2 separate regions of the Mus musculus genome follow, and region 1 is linked to region 2. Evidence: chromatin contacts called from public promoter capture Hi-C data. All regions are on one chromosome and are shown on one strand. The core of a region is the stretch at or near the end of the contact, and the rest is flanking DNA. Distances in the headings are between cores, read along the strand shown. Region 1 holds the start of Mrps28 (mitochondrial ribosomal protein S28). Region 2 holds the start of Pex2 (peroxisomal biogenesis factor 2).

Region 1 (5,415 bases), core at 2,599-5,098, 3.3 Mb before region 2:
TTTAAGAGTCTCAGCGTCAGGACTGGGCAGATGATTCAGTGGTAAAGTATTTGCCATGCAAGCAGGAAGACCTGGATCCTCATAGAAAGAAGGCAGGCAACATCAGATGGCCTCCATGTGTGCTGACGCACACCCTCACACACATGAACATGCCTTCACATACTTTATTTTTCCTTTATTTCTAGGATTTTTTTCTTCAATATGACTAGTTTTTAGTATTATCCCAACTCCCAAAATGCTCTCCTCAGCCATCTCTGTGACCTCTAAAATGGTCCTTTTTCTGAGGCTAAGATGAATGTCTTTAGTGTGACACTATATCTCACCTATGTCTCAGGACCTTTCTTCCAGTCTTTCCTGTGCAGTTAAGAACCATAGCTTTCTAGTGGTGGTGGGAGTAGAACCCAGACTTATTTGAGCCACATCCCAGCCTGAGGCATAAATTTCTAACCACCTCTAAGTCACCTCAACCAAACCACTAAGACCTTTCTATGGAGGTTTTAGGAAGCACCCTTTAGCACACTGGTGTTCTTGGGGGTGGGCTGGGGTGTGGTGCGTGTAGTGCTGTTGATGCCACAACTTGGTAGATGAGGCCAGGTCGATTGATGCCATCAGGGCTTTGAAGTATATTTTATTCGTTTTCTTGCTAACTGCTATTACAATGGGTATTAATAACTTGGAAGTATTTTAATAGAGCTAGTGGGAAGATGCATGGAGCAGCAGTATTGCCAATAGAGCCCATGCCCATTGGTGCCTGTGTAGGCAAGAGTCCTGCAGACTCATCCCTCTTGTTGACTCACTTGGTTTTATTTCATTCATCCATTTATCCATTTGTTCATTCATTCATTTATTTATTTCTGAGGCAGTCTCACACAGTTCAAGCTGTCCATCTTGCTATGTAGCAAAGGGTGACCTTGAAGCCCTGACCATCCTACCTCCATCTGCCAGAGACAGGGATCACATGCATGCCCCACCACACACTGTTTTGAGACAGGATCTCATTACTTAGTGCAGGTTGACTCCCAGCTCAAAATTCCCATCTCCTCGTTACTTCAGTTTGAAAAGTAAGTATCTTTGAGGATTGCATATGTTTTAATCATATGCACTAACTTTCCCCCTTAACTACTTCCCTGATCTGCTTCTACCTCCCTACCCCCAGCAATAAACTTTAATAATCCATTCTAATTTGTGCTGTCATTTATCGGATTTTGAACCATTCAGTTGGGTGGGGCTCACGAGCTACTTCCCAGTCTATTTAGAAGCTCGATTGTCTTGATCTGGCAGGTCCCACTCAGGCAACACAGCTGCTGAGAGTTCATGATTGTAGGGATCCTGTCATTGCAGAAAGCACTTGCGCTTTGGTCCTCTCTGACCACTGGGTCTTAATAATCTTTGTACCAGCTCCTCCAGGATGGTCCCTGAGCCTTGGGATGATGGAGTGGTGATGTGGATTTGTGGCCATTTGTGGTGGAGCTCTCCACAGGCTGTGCAACTTGGACCAGTTGTTTCTGTGTTAACTACCATCCACTGCACAAAGAAACTTTGCTGGTGAGGCCTTCGAGCTGCACTCACCTGTGAGTAGAGAGGAATTTATAGGGCAGCTTGATAGTATATCTGTTTAGCAAAATCATAGTTTTTGGCCAGATCTGCAGTAACTGGATTGGTTCCATCTCCTGTGGAGTAGGCCTTAAAAGTCCAAGAAGTGTTTGCTTACTCTCATAGCATTCATGCCAACACTGTACCCCTGGTCATCTTCTGCCATGCTGGTTGTTATTCGAGTTCACAGGGTTCACAGCTGATGATTTCAGCCCACACAGCATGTCCTAGTACACTGAGAGTACCAACCAAGTTTTGTGGGCCAACTTGGTTTCTTCATAGTCTGTGACCAGAATGTATAGTGTCTTCAGCAGAGTTTTACTGCCCTGTCCTGATATGCAAACAAGTGCAGGGACAGTTGTCTGTATTGTGCCAGGTGTCTCCAGGAAAACCCTGACCATCAGCTTGAGGGGAGGTGTCCCAAACCTGGTGTTAGGCTTTTTATTGACAACCTATGGCTTCTCAGATGAGCACAATCCACTGTATAAAGAAATTCCAATTAAAATGGTTTGCTATGAATCTCCACTCTCTCCTTCCTCCCTCCTCCTTCCTCTCTCCTCTTCTTCTCTTAAGTAATTTTGAGACAGGATTTTGCTGTATAGCCCTGGCTGGCCTTGAAGATGCTCTGTAGACCAGGCTGGCTTCAAACTCCGAGACATTCCTCTGCCTCTTCCTCTTGAGGGATAGAATTCAAGTTGTATATCACCACTGCCCTGTGAATCCTCACTTTTCTAATTTCATTTGATACTTCTTAAGTTGGGAGCTTCAAGACGAGTCCACTGAGCGTACATATATCACTAGGAAGACTAAGAGCCCCTCCCCATGGCGCTGCCTGGCTTTCAGGGTTATTCACTAGCTTAGGCAACACGAATATAACATGTCTGTTGGATTTAAAGATGGGACTTCATTTGTTCTGTTCATCCAGATGGAGGGTTTATCCTGAAGATTGAACCTAGGGCCTTGCCATGCCAGACAAGCACTGGAAGTGATACAGTTTAAGTTTGCAAAGCAGTTCTTTAAACTTGGCACTGCTGAGCAGCTTGCTTTCCCAAGCAGAAAAACCAAATCTGCACGGGGATACTGGATTGCCCAGGATGAAAGTTCCTTACTTGAGACTGCTGAGGGCTCTTAAAGGGAGCTCTACAATTTGCTACACTGTTTCCGAAAGGAACTGAAAGTGGTAGTAGCCATAGAGATTGACATTTTCGACAAGAATCCACTTAAGTGTCAGCAGAAATGAGCGTATGCAGAATGAGATCTCACTTGAAGCGGAATCTACTTTTCAGGCTCCTACTGAATTTGTGAGATACTCCCTACAGTGACTAGTAATGCGGAGTGGTAAGTTATCCACAAAACTATGCATCATTCTAAGGTCAAAATAGACCTGCAGCATTGAGGAAGACTTACACTAAGAGTCAAAGACATAAAAGAGGTTCTGTCCTGGCCCTGGTAGTGACAGTACTTGTAAAGTCCCATCATTCAGGGAGAAGCAGGAGGGTCAGATGATGAGGGTCACCCTCAACTACGCAGTGAGCTCAAGGCCAGTATGGGTTACATGAGACCTCGATAAGGGGAAAAAAGATATTTATGTACAAATGACATAGAAAACTGACACCCGCCCTTGGATTTAGTAATCTGTAGGTTAACATTACATTGATTAGACTAGTGGTCCACTTAAAAGGCAAACACTTTTGCAACTAGGTTCGATTCTTAAGTGGATGGACAAATTCTGGGGATTTACACTGGGGAGAAACAAACAATATCAAGTGTTTGGGTATGGGAGCGTGGAAGTGCTACGCCTGAGCATATTTCTGAAGCTTAATTCACAGGAAATGATGGTAGCTAGCTAGGATAAAACTTCTGTTGGGTTTTGTAATGCATGTGACTGGCAACAGAAGTGGCCAAGGACAGACCTACCATCAGTTTTAGGAACAACTTTGTGCCCATTTGCAAAGGCAATCTCTCCTTCCTTCCTGGAGTTTACAAAACTGGAGGGTGAACACTAAGAATTATTTCAAATCTAAAGCATGACGCATTCGAAAGTGCTGAGTAACGAAGGCACAGGAGGTGCTGGTGAGCATAGGGCTTCCAACTCTAACAGGATAACGAAGGAGACCTCTGAAGACCGTGTAGTACAGCAGCTGTAGCGTCACCCCGTCCCTCAGGAGGCATGCGCTCTCTGGCGTCCGCGGGAGGCAAGCTTTAAACTACCGGACTAGTAGGCTCGCCTGGGATTAAGGCGGTAGGCGGGGCTCTCCTCGGCCCGCCCCCTGACCTGCAAGCGTGCAGAAGAGGTCAGAGGTCGCGCAGGCGTCATGGCGGCGCTGTGTAGGTCCCACGCCGGGACTGCTGGGAGCCGTTTCTTGAGAGCGCTTGTCTTCTCCAAGCCTTTGCGAAATGCAAGCACGGAGAGTGGTTCCGAGAGCGCAACCCACGACTCCTCCGCTCCTCGGGCGCGTTCAGGCGGCTTCGCGAGCGCTCTGGAGCGACACTCGGACTTGCAGCGGAAGGCGGAGCTCCGACTGGTAAGCAGGCCTCGCGGCGCCACGTCCGCACGCCGGGCCGAGCGTGGGGAGGGGCTAAGCCCGGGACGCTGGGAGGAGCCGGCGTGGTGGGGCGGGAGCCCGTCGGTGTTGGGGTGGGGCTCAGGCGGCGACTCCAGGGAGGGGCCAGCGTGGGTTGGGGGTGAATTCTGTCCTTCTTGTCATGGGCTATGCCGGTGACTTAGGGATGAGGAGAGGAGCGACTGGAGCGGCGGGGGTAGCTTTCTACCCTTGACCTGCAGCAGAGCGTGTGATTAATATTTTCTTCCTTTTCCATGGCTTTTACGCTCCTGTGGGTTCTCTCTGCATACCTTTGTGACACATTCTGGGCCAGGTATCCATCGGGTTTGTGGGGCGACCCGTCAGACTTGGAGGAAAACGACTCCAGGTCTTAGCCTTGCCACAAGGCGGCTCGAGGCCTGTCACAAGCATCTTAATTGAATTGACACTTAAAGCTATTGTGAACTGGGCGTATGATTTAAACTGTCAGTGTTTCACTTTCCTTTATTGCAAGTGACCTTTTATTTTAAAAATATAGTTTTTTCCCCCTTTGTGTAAAACATTGTAAAATAATTTAGATACATGAAGTAGTGCAAATACAAAAGGCTGGGATTTTTAAAAATTCTGAGACTCGGGTATACATGAGGTTGGGTTATATAAGAAAAATCTGAATTTCCAGTTTTTGTTCTCTAGTGGGTATTGCTGAACAGTACACATGTAGCTATTTCTCAGGATTGTAGGGTCATCTTAGTTTTGAGTGCCAAAACTTTTCTTTGATCTAGTGATGGGAAGGACCCCAGGACATAGTTTTGAGATTTTTGCCACATGTAGTGGCTTAAAACACAAATTTTTACTTATAGGGCACTAGGAGTTCTTTTAAAATAAGAAAATGAAAATATAAAAAGATAACAAAAACTTAACATATTAGAATTGGACAAAACAAATAGAATTTAAAGAGCTCAAGAGAGGTGGAGGAAATACAGGCACTTGTGCACACACTCAGGAGTCCCATAGAAGCTGGAAGCCGCGACACACTTTAGAGGACCTGGGGTAGGCCTGGTGCAAGCCCTGTGAGTGCTTTCCAGTCTCTGCCAGCTTTGTTCATGTTGATTTAGAGAGCCTTGTTCTCTTGGTGTCTTCCACAACCTTTTGGCTCTTATACCATTCCCATCTCCTCTTCTTTAGGGCTCACACTGAGTGGAGGGATATGATGGAGACATCCCTGTTAGGACAGGATGTTCCACCTCTGAATACTGTCTGGCTGAGGGCGTCTGTATGA
Region 2 (5,110 bases), core at 1,051-3,550:
GCAAAAGGAGGATATAGGATGCCATTATTTTCTTTGTACTTTAAAGGTAAAAGATTAATCAATTTTTTCTTCTTTAAATTCTCATAGTAAATGAAATATATTAATTTTTTCAGTACTTCTTAAAAGACCACAGTCAAGTCTTCATAAGATCCTTTGTACATCTGTAAGAATAATTCTTGGTTAAAATATTAATGTGTTGAATTTACAAATGCAAAATATGATATGCCTTGCTTATTATCTTCATAGTGACCAAACAGGTCCTTATTAGCTCCTAGAAATAGGCCATCTCTGTCTTCTCTTTGGCTTTTTTTCTCATTAACACTGTCTAGCAATATTCCTGGCCCAGGAATAAAGCCCAGCTCAGGTTTTTGTTCAATAAATGAGTGGATATGTTTTTAAGGCAAGTTTTAAAATAATAAAAACAAGTTTTCTGAAACTACTAGCTCACTACAAAGATTAATGAAGTACACTATATAAATATATCCTGATTTTAAATATTTTCAGCAGTAATTTTAAATGCTATGCTTCCTGGCATTCTTAAGAATCATCTAATATAATTCAAATTTCTCGTGCAGCTGGGATCTTTGTTATGGAGATACTGTGATGTGTGTTCATGAGACCTACTAAAACTCTTTGAACTAGAGATGCTTTCTGAAAATGTCTTCTCTAGCCATTATTGTGTGTGCACATGTGTGTGATGTGTTTGTTTATATGTAATTGCTATTGTGTGTGTGCATGTGCTTATATGGGGGAGACATAGTGAAGGATTCAAGAGCAGGTGATCTTTCCATTTGAGTATCTAGGATGAAATTTGTCCCTTCTGCTTGGCAGAAAGTACCTTCATTCCTGAGCCTTCTCCCTGGTCCCATTTTTATTTTATTTTTTTTTAATTTCACCTTTGTCCTCATAAAAATCAAGTGAACTAGGCAAGAAAATATGCAGTTGTCTTCCCAGCACATAGCAGCTGAGACAGAAGTGCTTTGAGGCCAACCATAGAGCTACATTGCAAAAGCCCGTATCAAAAGCAAAAAACACCAAAACCTAAACAGTCTATCACAGCCTACCTTGGGCTACCTTCCTACACAACTAAGTCAAAGCCTTGCTCTTCAAAGAGAATTCACTATTTTGAACAACAGCTCCCTACATAATAATAGGAACCCCATTACTTTAAATTTTTTGGAACACTTTCAATATAATGGCCAATGCATCAAATTGATGAGTATTTTGTATCCCTTTAAGCTGTCTTAGAATCGTGTCCATACCTTACAGTTAGAGTAGGCTGTATTTCAAACCAATCACAAGAAGATAGTGGTCACCATGGGGTGGGTATACTGGTGCATCTCTAGACACATCCCTGCAGTCCCTATCTGTATTCCATACCTACTGTAGCAAACTGGAGCTCCTCCTACAGTGTTTTCTACACTGTCAGGTTACTTGTTAAAAAGGGATTTGTTTGCTTTCTTTGTCTTCCACCCAATTTTGCTCCCAAGTTCTCCTTTAATATACTCCAGATACTAAGGTTTTTTTGTTTGTTTTGTTTTTTTAAAAACACACATTATTTAAAAAACAAAAAACAAAGAATCAGAATTGTACTGAGTGCATGATTCTGAGGTTCTTATTACCGCCTCCTTTATGCTGTCCATGTGTCATGCACAGAACTCTGATGCTCTGGGTAATTTCTGAAACAAAATACAATGAAAAGTTTTGGGGCATTGGAGACAATTGTATTTTTGTATCACTACCTCCACGAGCCTGGGGATGCAGGCGGGGTTGGTAGCATTAAAAAGACTTTACAACTTCGGTAGGCTCTACCTGATTTCCTAAGTACCTCCCGACCAACCCACCCAGCCAAGGCCATTCTAGCTCCTTGTCACTGGCCTGCCTCCCATCGGGTGGCCTGCAGCCTCTGCCCCAGTGGCTGCCCGATGGGGACCTAGTGTGCTGCCACACATCTGGGGACAAGGTCAGACCGACAACCGGGAGGACCCAAGGTCAGTCCCCGGCCCTCAGGTGCGCAGGCGCCGGGTCGCCAGCCGGCGGCACTTGTCCAGCGGCCGTCAGCGGCGTCCTTGGGCCCAGAGCCTGCCCGCAGAGCCCAGACCTCCCTCTGGGCCGGGACAGCAAAGCCTCTTCACGCCCGGCCCTGACCCCGCGCTGACCGCTCGGTGACGCTTCTGCCAATCAGAGGCAGCTTTGCGGACCAATCCCAGTGCGTGGAGTGTCCTCTTGGGCGTCTCTTCCCTTCGTCCCTTCGTCCCTTCGTCTCTTCGTCCCTTCGGCTCCTCGGCATTTTCCGTGGCCAGGCCTTATCCGGCTTTCCTCAGACCCGGTGTTGCTTCTGGGTGTAATTCCCCGCTCTCTCTTCAGCCACTTCCGGGTCTTCCGTCGCTCCGGAAGCCCGCAGATTCCGGAAGTGAGGGCGACCCAGATGCGGCCACGGAATGCCCAGCTTTCCGGAGATTGTTTGAGAAACGGCCGTGCGGCGCCCGGGCGTCCCGCAGACCCCGCAGGTCAGTGTCCGCTCGCAGCCGCCCCGCCGTAGGGCGCGCGGGCCGCACGCTCTGCGAGGACGGCGTCGCGAAGCTTGCCTTGGCTGCAGGCCGCGGTGGCTCAGTCTGTCTCGGTTCCGCAAAGGCGGTAAAGCAAGCCAGACGCCTAGTTTTCCTCTAGTTTAACGCTGTCACGCAGACAACGCTTCTGCCTCTGCACGCCCCGCGGCGACGCTGCAGACAGCCCGGAAAGCGCCTCCTCGCCTTTAGAACAGTACTAGATTGAGTGCTTTAACTCTTAAATAAGAATCTCTTGTAGTTTATGAGTTTTTCAGTGTTTTGGACTTTCAACGTTTCCAACAGCCCATTCTTGGTCTTCGTGGCAAGAGTTATGGAAGGTTTTCTTACAAGTTAGTTTCTGACTTACATTGCAATCCATTGGTTTGCTATAAGGAATGTTATAATCATTTCTCTTCTTTGTGGGGAGTCCTTAAAAGTCTTTGTTGGTTCAGTAGTTTATTCACGTGCCATTTTTCACACAGCAACACTTAGCAAAAGAACTTTTCACGGATTGAAACTTTCCCAGACTATCGGTTTCAAATATTCTGTGGGACCCTTTGCCACATTTTTCATCTTGATTATTTTAGATAATTGGTGTATGACTAAGGACCCCCATCCCGACCCTTACCAGTTTGTAGTCAAAACACCCTCCAGGAATGTGTGGCCTTTAGTTAAACCTGAACAGAATGGATTTGGAGTAGCTTCTTTCTGTTACTGTCTTGATCCTTTTTGTACTATCAATTACTTGTATCCAGAATGAGGAGAATTGAAAAATGAGTCAGAATTAGTAGGAAAAAAGACCCTCCCCCTTTTTTTTCTTTAAAAAGTAAAGAAACTGAGCATACTAGGCCACTAACATGAAAAGAATTAAGTTCTAGTCTTGATTATAGTTTGCTTCTGCCCAGCTCTACCTTTTGGACTAATTCTCTTCTTTAGTAATTAGAGGTAGCACTCAATCTGTGGCTTTAAAATTGTTCCATAAAAGAACTTTTGTAGAAATTTCCTGAAGCCATGCAGAGGAGAGACAAAGCAAGCCGGCTGTCAACTGTCGTTTAACAAGCACAGCTATTTATATGTTCTTTTACAACAGTGTTCCTGTAAGGATCTAGTTCACATCTTGGACCCGATGATCTGACTTGCTCCTCAGCATGAAAATTCTTCTTAGCACAATTGTTCATTGTTTTCAGTATGCATTCATCCGGTTATTCTGGCATCCTAAAGTTATGTATTCCTTATTTTTAAAAGGGACAAACATGGCAATGCTATCTTATTTTTTAAAAATAAGAAAAGTTTAATTCTGTCTTTTTGATCACTCATAATTCCCATTTCCCTTCCTACTGAATATCCTTGTTTTGTTTAAATTGAAGGTCTTCAAAGCCTTTGCATTAATTTTCTGTTTGATCCATTCAATATCTGAGCCTTGAAGGTATGTGAAGACTTGCTGGTCATGCCTTGTCTAGGAAAATTAGGGATCTAGCACTATATGATCTGCAGGGCATTAAGTAATTTTCAGGTTCCTATAGTACAAAGAAAGTCTGAGCTGTATCAGTTTTTATGTCAGAACCAACGTTCATTTGAGATTGCTTGCACCTTTCCCCCATTCTTGGTGAACCTGGTTGGACAACAGGAATGTAGGCTACGTAGTCCCTGTCTTCTTCCTGTGAAGTAAAGGTAACTTCTAAGTATTCTGTGGCCCTCCTGCGTGCCGTGAGAATGTGAGAGAAGCCTTGGGGAAAGCCTCAGCTGCTCCATCTCTCCTTGACTGTGAGCCTGGCAGCGATTTCAACTGAGTTTTATACATGGTAGTGGAGAAGGGGAGAGGAGTAGTCATCTCCTGGCCTTCCCATTGTGGACTGTGTGCCTTTCCAGCCCATTTCCTTCAAGACAGTCAAAAGTCCCTTTCTATAATGGGTTTTTTGTTTCTTGGTGGTTTTTTTTTTTTTTTTGTAGCTTTTTTTTTTCCTGTATTTATTATGTATTTTTATCAGAGCTCAGATTTCTTTCCTGAGTGAGTAAAGATAAAATACCACCCAATTGTCTTTCCGTCCTTATTAAAATGTATCAACCAGGAACTCCAAAGTAATTCTGTCTCTATCTTGTCTAACCCTTGTGTTTGGAGATGTGTTGGCATAATATCTACCTTACATACAATTCTGTATTCATAATAAATGATCAAACCACATTTTTTACCCAGAGAAGACTCTTTTTAGATTTGACATTCAGGCCCTTTGATTGAGTCCCTGACGGAATGTATAGGGGAGGGAATGTGGATGGGAGCTTGGGTGATTTACCACATTCCTTTAATTACTTTCTTCATCTGTAGTTTGGAGAGCTTAGTTATGAAATCTGTCTTTTGAATGATCCTGAGGAACAACAACAACAACAGCAAAAAAGCTAAGTTTATTGTCTACAAATTTTGGATTGATTACCAGCAATTTATTAATTGTTACTTGACCTTAAATTATATTTGTTTTAAAAGTAACATAATAACAGCTACTGTTTTAGACAGATTCCAGGACACAAAATAAAGGAAATATGTAGTGTCTGGTACAATTAGGTTT

The links. Promoter capture Hi-C pulls out the DNA fragments that hold promoters and counts their contacts.
Region 1: a promoter capture Hi-C map of pre-B cells shows a contact between it and region 2, with 9 times the contacts expected there. The contact joins the promoter of Mrps28 here to the promoter of Pex2 in region 2. A contact is called at or near these places in 1 of 39 promoter capture datasets (pre-B cells) and 1 of 115 datasets of contacts at active chromatin or transcription factors (astrocytes).

The regions. Positions count from the first base shown.
Region 1 is chr3:8,922,290-8,927,704 of GRCm38.p6, reverse strand. It overlaps Mrps28 (mitochondrial ribosomal protein S28), which reads left to right and starts at 3,848. Exons shown (of 3, transcript NM_025434.3): 1 at 3,848-4,118. The coding sequence starts at 3,909. Gm52601 (a long non-coding RNA gene) reads left to right here and starts at 4,133. Exons shown (of 2, transcript XR_003954436.1): 1 at 4,133-4,231; 2 at 5,322-5,415. It overlaps Tpd52 (tumor protein D52), which reads left to right. Exons shown (of 6, transcript NM_001025262.2): 6 at 1-1,175.
Region 2 is chr3:5,573,438-5,578,547 of GRCm38.p6, reverse strand. Pex2 (peroxisomal biogenesis factor 2) reads left to right here and starts at 2,300. Exons shown (of 4, transcript NM_001267715.1): 1 at 2,300-2,510.